Linked DNA regions of Anas platyrhynchos: region 2 is linked to region 1. A link is a contact called in public Hi-C data. All regions are on one chromosome and are shown on one strand. The core of a region is the stretch at or near the end of the contact, and the rest is flanking DNA. Distances in the headings are between cores, read along the strand shown.

Region 1 (5,155 bases), core at 994-3,493:
ATGTGCCTCATGCAATTCAATGAGATTGAAGGCTTTTCAAGAAGTACCCTCAAAAGTGTCACACTGTAATCAGCCATCACGTACTCACTTTTTAAACTCCACAGCTCCCAAATGTTACCACCAACATACCCTGTTACTGTGCCATAAGCAGCAACAGCAAGATCTGAATGAATCACAGGCTCCCCGATACTCAGTTCTTTTACAGTACAATTTTATGCAGAAACCACAAAACCAAAACCCCAGTAGCAAGGAGAACAAGATAAAGAGTAACTACAGCACTAAAGAAGAGTGAAAGTATCAATGGTATCAAAGAGGACAGACAGTACCCCCTGCTAGAGTACTTCAGTCCTCCCTCACAGGCCTGCTTTGTGTTTATCCATTTATTTTGGTCCTTTTCCTAAAAGCAGGTTTGCTGCTTTCCACATGCCCTCAGTACAAGTGTTCTGGTTGGCAACTGCGATCACACACCTGAATTTGGGATGCTGATGGGGGCAGGGGCTGGAGACAGAATGCAGTGCATGCCACCATCCTCGTGTACGACCTGAGGAGGTTTTGGCTCCTTTCTGAATCAGAACATAGGCAATAAAACCAGAGCCAATCAGCTACGACTGCTGCTTACAGATTTCATAGCACTAGTGAAACAAGCAAGGTAATCCACGGGCCATCCCTGGACTGAAGCTAGGTGCTGGGAAGCCACAGCCCATACTCAGTTTTCCCCACCAGTTCCCTGCTCACAGCACGAGGCATGACCCAGGGTTCAGAGCCCACCATTGCAGTCAGCAGGCCACATACACCAGGCACCGTGCTGCAGTGGTACTGCCTCCACACCTCTCTGCTACACAGACCTCACAGGGAAAGCACTGCTGGACCTGCAGCAGAAAGTCTTTGCATGCGTCTTGATAAATATCTCCTGGCCTTATTCTAATAGCCCTGCAAACGGCACATTGAAAAAATGCATGCTTTAGTTTACAAAGCTGGGGGCTTCTGATGGCACAGTTTTCTACTACAGGAAGTTACCACGCAGTTTTCTGGACAGGACTCAAGTGTCAAATGGTGACAGTGGCACCCCAGGTGACTGAACAGTTACTTTGCATGCTCAGCTGCAACTGGCAAGTGTTCTCTGAGTGCTGAAAGGGGGTAAGTCCAAAGGTATTTCAAGCACACACCTCGCTAACACTGCCACAAACACCAATGTCCATGCATCTACACAGATGCACTCCAAAATACAGCTTATGCTTCACCCAAAAGCATCAAATGATGCCTTCGGATTTGCACAGGTGACAGAATCAATACATCAGAACTAACTCACACCAAACAGTAAATCGAAAGAAGCAACTTGATTAAAATATTGATAGCTTGAGGGTATACAAATAGTTTAAAGGTAACACTTATTTTAGTAATTATACCAAAAATCAAGCACAGCAATGCTAAATACATTAAGTACACTGCACTTTTCAGAACCCCAAACAAAAGCCAGCCAGCTGGTATTATGCTTGGTTAAATTCTCTTTATCAGGCTCATTTTATAAATAAAGTACCTTTCACTGCTACAGGGCTTAATCTGATCCTTTACAGCTATATGCCTGTCAAACACCAATTTTAAGTTTCTCATTCAGTTATTTCATTCTGTTTCACCTGAACACAGTTTGGTTCCATACAATATTATCTATCCATTCTTAACTGCAGTAGTACAGCTGATACTAATTTTATGTCTATAGATTTTCTGGGAAACAAAAAGTCTGGTGAGAAGTTGTGAAGCTACTTATTTACTTGGTCCAGCCACCTATTTTCGATAAAAGCAATTATTTTCAAAAATAAAAAAGACAAAATGTGTCCTACTGCTTCATTACTAGAAGCAGTTTTATTTAGAATTTGATACTAGCTTCCTTGTAGAGCTAGCCTGTTCAAGCAGTTTAAACATACCCTGAATAGAAACAACTTCACTGGCTAAACTTCTTTGCCATGACCAAGACAGTAAGTAATACAATTTGCAAAAAAAAAAAAAAAAAAAAAAGCAGTTTCATCTGTGTAGGGCTTTCACCCTGCTCTGCTGGGTCGCTGAACTTCCCCACAACTTCTTTCTCTCTCCCTCCACAAAGGGAACGGGGAAGAAAATACAATGGCAAAGGGCTCAGGGGGTAAGATAAGGATGGGGAGATCACTCAACAACTACTATCACGGTCAAAACAGACTCAGCATGAGGGAGGTTAATACAATTTTTTGCCTATCACTAGCAGACTAGAACCATGAGAACGAAAAGCAAACCAAAAAACATCTTCCCTCCATCCACCCTCCTCCACTTTCTCCCTTGGGAACGGGGGCGGTAGTGCTTCATCTCTGAGCCTGCGGGGGCTGCCCACAGGCAGCAGCTGCTCTTCAAGAACTGCTCCAGACATGGGTCCATCCCACAAGGTCCCCAAGAGCAAACTGCTCCAGCACGGGTCCCCCACGGGTGGGGGCAGCTCCCCTCAGACCCCCTGCTCCTGCGTGGGCTCCTCTCCATGGGCTGCAGCTCCGGCCCGGGGCCTGCTCCTGCGGGGGCTCTCCATGGGCCGCAGCCTCCTCCAGGCCACATCCACCTGCTCTCAGGGTTTTTTTTTTCCTTTCCTTCAGTCTGCTCTCCCAGAGGCCCACCCAGCATCGCTCCCTGGCTCAACTCTGGCCAGCAGCAGGTCCCTTTGGAGCTGGCTCTGCTCTGACATGGGGCAGCTGCTGGGCTCTGCTCACAGAGGCCACCCCTGCAGCCCCTGCTACCAAATCCTTGCCACAAAATAAATAAATAAATAAATAAATAAATTCCACCCCTTGCCTCAATGAAAAGCATATTTAAGAGTGATCACAACACACTCTTACTTCACAATCAACCTTCACGAAGTTCACATACATCAAAAAGAATTCCCCACACCAAAATAAACATAAGATCACCACAACACTGACAAAGTGCACAATTTGCACATGCTCCACCCCTCATCCTTTCACCACAGTACTGAAACGCATTCTTCACAATTATTTAAGTTATTCTCAACTATTACATTAATAAACAGCATCCAGCCCCTGTTTTGCCTGTTACTTCTCTCAGTTATCATCCTTATCTCAACCTCCTGGAGCCCCACATTTGGAGCCTTTTTGGGCACCAGCAAGGACTGTGGTGGTTGTACCCTGCTGAGCAGCTGAAATCCACCACAGCCGCTCCCTCACTGCCCCTCCTCAAAGAAAAAGGGGGAGAAAATGGGAGGGGAAGGGCCCAGGGGTTGAGATAAGGACAGGGAGAACACTCACCACCGATCTACATGGGGCAAACAACACAACCTACCCAACTATATCCACACCAGGGATTTCCCTGTCAGTCATGTCAGCCAAGGACCACGTCCCTGCACCAACATACCCGAATAAGCAAACACCTCCACTGCAGACCAACCGATGCAAACAAGGAAATGAAAGTTAAGGACAGAAGGACTACTTCAGTTTCTTTCCTAGGGGTGCAGAAAGGAGTTTTGTTTTGGGTGGTTTCACTCATCACTTCCACTCCTGTAAACATATGTAGGTATTTTTTTAAGCCAGTTTTCTGAGGCTTTTCGTATCAGCAAAATAATTTTACAATTTCTCCATACAGGTTACCTGTGTGTATGTATATATGCACACACACACACATCCAAGCTCGTGCCCCAAGGAACAAAATTTACAGTCTTGAGGCATTTCAGTCCCGTTTCTAGAATGCAGAGAGAGCTTCCAAAAAATTCTCAGACCGTTTTGTCACAGAAACCATGACAGAACAAAACTGTTTTTCTTCATCTTCTGTAGGCACAAACTCAGCTGTAGGAGGCACACTACACAAAGCACCATGCCCACTCATGAAAACAGAGTAGCCAAGTACGACAGCCAGTCCTGGAACCAGCCTGCTCCACGCACCACGACCAGAGCACAGAGCTTACCAGCCTCACCTCCCGGTCCACATTGCCACTGCCTTCTGACTTTGCATTGGGAACTTGCCTTACCTCCCCTGTGTTAGTAATTAGCACTTTGTACCTGTCCTTACACCACCACAACCCGAGTGCAATGCTGCTGCCAGTTTTTCCATCATCCTCTTATAGAGCTGAGAAGACCCTTTCATTTCCAACAAAGAGATCTGCCTTCTCCTCCAAGTTAAACCTTGGCACCTCATAATATCAAATAAGTTCACTGCACTACAAGCCTACAGGGATGTAAAACTTCTTTTCTTTTTGATTAGGTTTCTGTTTTTCCTGCCCTCACTGATCTTCACAGAAACCATTTCAGTGAAATGACTGCTCCGCTTCTTGGTGGCTAGGGCGGCATGAAATCTGAAGGGATATCAACCACAGCATAAAACTGCGTGCTGCTGTAATGCCTGGTTTCTCTACACGCTTAGCTAGTCATGAGAAAGAGATGACGTGAATAACTTCCTGTTTTTAAGTACTTGGTGTGACTTGTCTGCTCCCCTCCCAAACACTGACCAAATTTCTTTCTACTTCTATCCCGCGTTGCTCACATTTTGATTATAGCTCAGTTGAAACACCCTAATTGTAGCATGGACTACAAGCTACATTGTACCCTACCTTAAAGTGTGCAGATACTTTTCTAAAGGAGCACAAGCAACACCCTTGATCAAAAAGGGAGAGATACTGTGTTATCGTTGCCAAGCACTGATAAGCATTCAAGTCCAGTCATAAATTTGTGTTAACTGCAAAGTCCTAATGACATGAAGAAACAATCCCAGAGGTGAAGTATGCTGAAAGATCGGGAGTTTTTCCCCAGAGCCTCGAGAACTGGAGAAGTGGAGCACTGAAACATTCACTGCTTCCCTGCAAGCATGAACCTACGAAACAAGCTTTGAACAACAAACAGTATTGCCATGCTTCATGCTGAAAAATCCTCTCTATACCTGCAGTAAAGGGAGCGTGAACCAGAAAGCTACTACATCAGGGTGCTTGGGCTCTTCCTTAGCGAGTCTGACTTTGTTTCCTGCTTCTGAGCAATCTGCCTCACACGGTTTGCAGAGCTGCCAGTTCGTCCTTTACTTCATGGCTGTTGCAACTTCCCTTTGACACGATGTGAGCTCTCCTCCCTTCATAGCAAATCCATCTACCTGCCAGCAAATCAAACTAACTACACCCCCCAAAACAGTTCATTGTGACTCT
Region 2 (5,005 bases), core at 1,700-4,199, 34 kb before region 1:
ACACAATACTGGTAACCAATAAGTTAGGATCCCCACTGAGATACAGTAGTCCAAAAAAAAGGAAGATATTTTAACACTCCGTAGCTGTTTCTGTTGCTCCCTCTCCAAGTTCATAACAAATTTTTACTGGGCTTGGGTTTTTAAGAAAACTGGAAGGACTTGGGCATTCTTACCTTACCTCCACTTGTGACTGACTGCCAGATAGAATTGCTAGTATGATTTATAGCTGCAACATTGCATTACATCAGCAGGCACCAGAGTTACCCTGGATATACCAGAATTAAGTGCTTTCCTTACAGCTATGGCAGCTGGTGAATGCTTACTGCACAACTGCATCACAAAGTTCAGTCTTAGTGGTGTTGGTACACCACCCCAACTACATGTGCAGCAAAGATCAGTCTTCCTAGTTTCATGCTATTCCATGTGCTATAGAGTAGGTCTTGTTCAACTTTGTTTCCCAAAGCCCACAGTGTAATATGCCACTCCACTGTGATCCACACTTTCTGTGCAGACACCTTCAAACTCTTTTTTAACCACTTTGTCTCTTCCCCATGATTTACCTTTCAGGATCAACTAAAATGGGATAGAGGAGCTCCATGTATTTAAGCTGCTCTCTGCTCAACCAGCCCAAAAATCATATTTTCTCCTCATAGTAAAGACTTCTTATTTAAGTTAAAGGAAAACTTAATGTTCAGTTTTCATAACCTATACTTACTTCATTTTGTCATATTCCTGGGAGGTAGTAGCTACTCTTTCATCCCCAACATATACTTCACAAAAAGGCCTGCAGCCGTTACGCTGCTTACTGAAAAGAGGAACTGGAGTCATGATGATTGATTTAATAAGGATTGGCTTGCTGTGAGGAATAATTGGTTCTTCAGCCATCATGTCACACATGTATTCAATATATCTGTTAAAAACAAAAGGTTAGATCAGAGAACGAAATCATAAAAACAGGGGCACACAAGTTACTTTTGTTAATACCCAGCCACCCAGCAATAACTCGTGGTAATAGAACTGGAAACATGTAACAGCACTTCCTGGAAACAGATTTTTCAATTTGATAGAATTTGACAAAAGGAGAACAAAATAGAAACGTGAGGAAATACTTATGATACTTAACTGGTCTTTCTAAGGACAGCAACACAATTTCTGCAGGAAAATCTAATAGCTCCACCACAGCAGAAAAATATGCTGTTCAGACAATTGAATACAGCACCACATATGAAATCACCTGTGCCTTTGTTTCACCTTACAGACAATGCTAGCCTCTGCCTCAGGTCTATAGCTTTACATTTATTCACTTGTAAAACAAGCTAGCCACTCTTCCCAAAGGCCTCAGCTACAACACCCCACTAAGAGAACTGTTCACTGATATTTTACACAAAATGGACTAAAGTTACAGCAGTTCTGAAGCTAGTAACTCAAAGCTTCCTAACAGCACTTTACACATCAGGCTACCTTTATGTTTATCCTCTTTTATGACCTACCCTGTACAGGACCCATTAAATATACCCAGAAAAAATTTGTACAACTTCATAATTTGTCAGTTACTCTTCACTAATCTTTACTTCTCACCTTTCTAAATTTAATCTTTTTTTTTTTTTTTTTGTAGGAAAAACATTTAATACCACAGTCACTTGCTCTGGAGACTTAATTGTTACAAGATTGTACTGGGTCTAGCTGGAATGTTAACTTTTCCGGCAGCAGCCCATACAGTGCTGCTGTATGGGCTCACACTCAGCAATAAAAGGTGGAAACAAGAAGAGGGGAGGGGTGGGCTCTCGTTGAAAAAACGTCAGTCCTCCTCTCGAACACCGGCTAGAACACCGGCTATGTGCATTGAGGCCCTGCTTCAAGGATGTGGTCAATCATCACCCATTTGTGGGAAGTAGAGAGTAATTTCTTTCCTCTGCACTTCCATATAGCCTTCATTTATTTTATTCGTTTGTTTTCCTCCCTTCTTTTTATTTTTCCCTTTCCCCCTCCCTTTTCCCCTTTCTCTTTTTATTTCCCTTTAGTTAAATTGTTTAGTTCATAATAATCTTTATTTAATTATTATTTCCCTTCAATTAAATTATCCTTATCTCAACCCGTGAGTTGTTCTTTGCTTTACTTCTCCCCCTCCTCATCTAAAAGAGGTGGAGTGAGAGAGTGGTTGTGGGGTTTAGCTGCCCAGCACGGTAAAACCACCACAAAGATCTATCAAATTAATTCCAATACCTAGTTTCATATATTCTGACAAATATTCCAGTCATCTGCATGCACTCCTTTAAAAAACAGAAGGCATTTTTATCTGAACAAGAAATTATTACTCTTTCCAACAGAACTTGCTGTGGTCTGACACACTATAACTTACCATGTAGTAAGCTGGTGCACGTGGAATATAACGTCATCTACATGTGGAAGAGGATTTTATACTAAAGACAGCATTCGAAAGCACTGCATACCCTCGTTTTCACTCCTAACACTGCTTCACTACATACGATTCAGTTGTGATAACACCGTGAGTAATTAAGGTCTCAAACTACTCACAGAACTGCTTTATCTACTTACAATACATTTGTTTTTCCAAGTATTTTGTTGTTTTAACACAGACACTGTTGAAATAATTTATCCTAAAAAGGACCCTGTAAAAATAGTAGCATATTCACAATTGCACAAATACTTGCTTCAATAGTACCCTACAAACAGACCAATAGCATACCTTTTATGAGAAGGCCAAATACCAGGCGGACATCTTTTCATACTAAACATATAAACTGCAGCTTCAGCAGTCGTGAAGAGACGACAAAAACACAGAAAAGAACAAACTACAACAGCAGATGCGGCTCTTCCATCCTACAAGAAAATTGTAAATCAGAAAACATTTTTTGCTCCCCAAGGCTACTTTGCCTTATCCCTCCTATATAATGACTACTATATTACATGCAAGCGTTGCGGTTTAACCCGGCTGGCAGATAAGCACCCCACAGCCATTCGCTGCCCCTCCCTCCTCCCCTTCTGGGATATGGAAGAGAATCAAAAGAAAAAGAAGCCAGTGGGCTGAGATAGAAACAGTTTCTTAGGACAGAAAAGAAAGGAAAATAACGATAATAATACTACTAAGAATAATTTGTGCAAAAGCGATGCGCAATTGCTCACCACCTGTAGGCCATTGTTCAGTCGATCCCCCAGCAGCCAGTACCCCCCACCCCAGCCAGCCACCCCTATATATTGTCCAGCATGACATCAGGTGGCATGGCACATCCCTTTGGCCAGTTTGGGTCAGCTGTCCTGGGTCTGTCCCCTCCCAGCTGCACCCCCAGCTTGCCCACTGGCAAGACAGAGCAAGAAGCTGAAACGTCCTTGACTTAGTGTAAGCACTGCTCTGCAACAATTAAAACATTGGTGCATTATCAACTTTATTCTCATCCTAAATCCAAAACACAGCACCATAACTGCTACCAGGAAGGAAATTAACTCTATCCCAGCTGAAACCAGAACAGCAAGGAAGAGCTACATCATCCCACTAACTGCCTAAAAAGAAAATTTATGGAAATAATTTATTAATACATAGCAGGATGGAATTCCCTCCAGGCCCTACAGTGAGGAAAACCAGGAATATTCACGAACTGTGTGATACTAGCATCCTTAATCACTACCTAAAGCTGGATTGAGCAAAACACTTGAGACAAACCAATTACTTACAAGGCAGTGCACAATGCAAACGTTTTTCTGATCTTGTTTCAGCCATAAATGCATGTTCTTGCATATACTGTAGAGATTCTGAAGATTTGGTGCTCGCCTTGCTGGCCAGCCACATTCAGAAACCTGAAATGAGAGATCCAGCCAAAGTGACAAACAACATGACAGTCACATATTTGCACAGCATAAACTATGTGTATAAAACGAAATTTTGCACTTGAATGCCATCTCTGTGCAGAAATTAAGCGAAGTGCCCCTCCCAGAAATAGTATTGCACACTACAAGCATCATGTTATAGGATCAAACACAGCAGCCCTCTGGTCTGTTCCAGTCTGAAGGATCAACAACATAAGATTTTTTTCCTCGGAGAAAATTTCAGGTTGTAAAAGCTTTCAACCTGAGTAGTTCACGTTTTTAAGGAAAATGTTAGATTCAGTATGTTTTTACTTGTGTCCTTTACTCAAAGAGCCTCAACAGTTCAGTAATACTCCTTCTGCAATTAGTTTTACAAAAGACTGCCAAATAATTGCTTCACTGCTCAGCCTCTGTACTCTTACAGCCATCTGCCTGATAAGAACGCAGTACATGAGAAGCCTGATCCGTGAGAACCTGCAACTCAGAGAGCAAAGGCTCTATCAGGACCAAGCGAACAACTTGCAAAGCAACCTTTTTCTTTTTAGACAGGACTGAAAATGAAGGTGAAAGACCGAGTTTACTATCAGCCACACGTCTTCTCAAACAGAAGAGCTCAAAGGTTACTCAGATTAATTACCTGAACTATCACAAGAAGTTCTCAATGAGATGCCAAGCTCAGGAAAAAAGACTACAAGAGATAATGTGACATATGATGTCATCTATAAATTAAAATACTAGAGTACAGTGAAAAGCTAAAAATTTGGCTGTTTCAGAAAACCTCACTTTGCTAGAGATTTAACATTCTTTTGTTAGTGAAAAGTTTTGCAAAGTCACCACAGACCAAATAAAGCTAAAGCAAACAGCCCTTTATATTCTTGCTCACCACAGATTTGAACATGGGCGTCAGTACATCTCAAATACTATACTATCACTGAAAGAATCATATGGCAGCATTACAGCTATAAACCAGAAAATAAAGTGGAAAATACATATTCTAAAAGTTAGAGAAATTACTTTTTTTGACTTAAAGTTTACTTTCTGCTCAGACTCTAGTTTTGCCATGGAAATGGAAACCACACAACATTGCCCACTTTCCATTTGCCTGTGTTTGAAGCTCAAAATGTTCAGGTCATTATCAAAATTGAAATTGCCAACATGTTGTGTTGCTGACACCTTTAAAGAC

The links. A called contact is a pair of places that touch in the nucleus more often than the background predicts.
Region 2: a Hi-C map of small yellow follicle shows a contact between it and region 1, with 2.7 times the contacts expected there. The contact joins two enhancer-like sites. A contact is called at or near these places in 2 of 8 Hi-C or Micro-C datasets (F1 follicle and small yellow follicle).

What each region holds. Positions count from the first base shown.
Region 1 is chrZ:54,339,854-54,345,008 of IASCAAS_PekinDuck_T2T, reverse strand. All of the region lies in intron 1 of GAK (cyclin G associated kinase), which reads right to left. Among named protein-coding and RNA genes, the nearest start is that of GAK, 7.5 kb to the right of the region's middle. Within about 2 kb of position 2,243, at least 2 of the 8 cell types and tissues checked have an H3K27ac peak or open chromatin away from gene starts, as enhancers often do. A contact at or near this core is called in small yellow follicle, where this site is marked.
Region 2 is chrZ:54,374,740-54,379,744 of IASCAAS_PekinDuck_T2T, reverse strand. It overlaps GAK (cyclin G associated kinase), which reads right to left. Exons shown (of 28, transcript XM_027446921.3): 14 at 3,691-3,813; 15 at 2,708-2,841; 16 at 716-910. Among named protein-coding and RNA genes, the nearest start is that of GAK, 42 kb to the right of the region's middle. Within about 2 kb of position 2,949, at least 3 of the 8 cell types and tissues checked have an H3K27ac peak or open chromatin away from gene starts, as enhancers often do. A contact at or near this core is called in small yellow follicle, where this site is marked.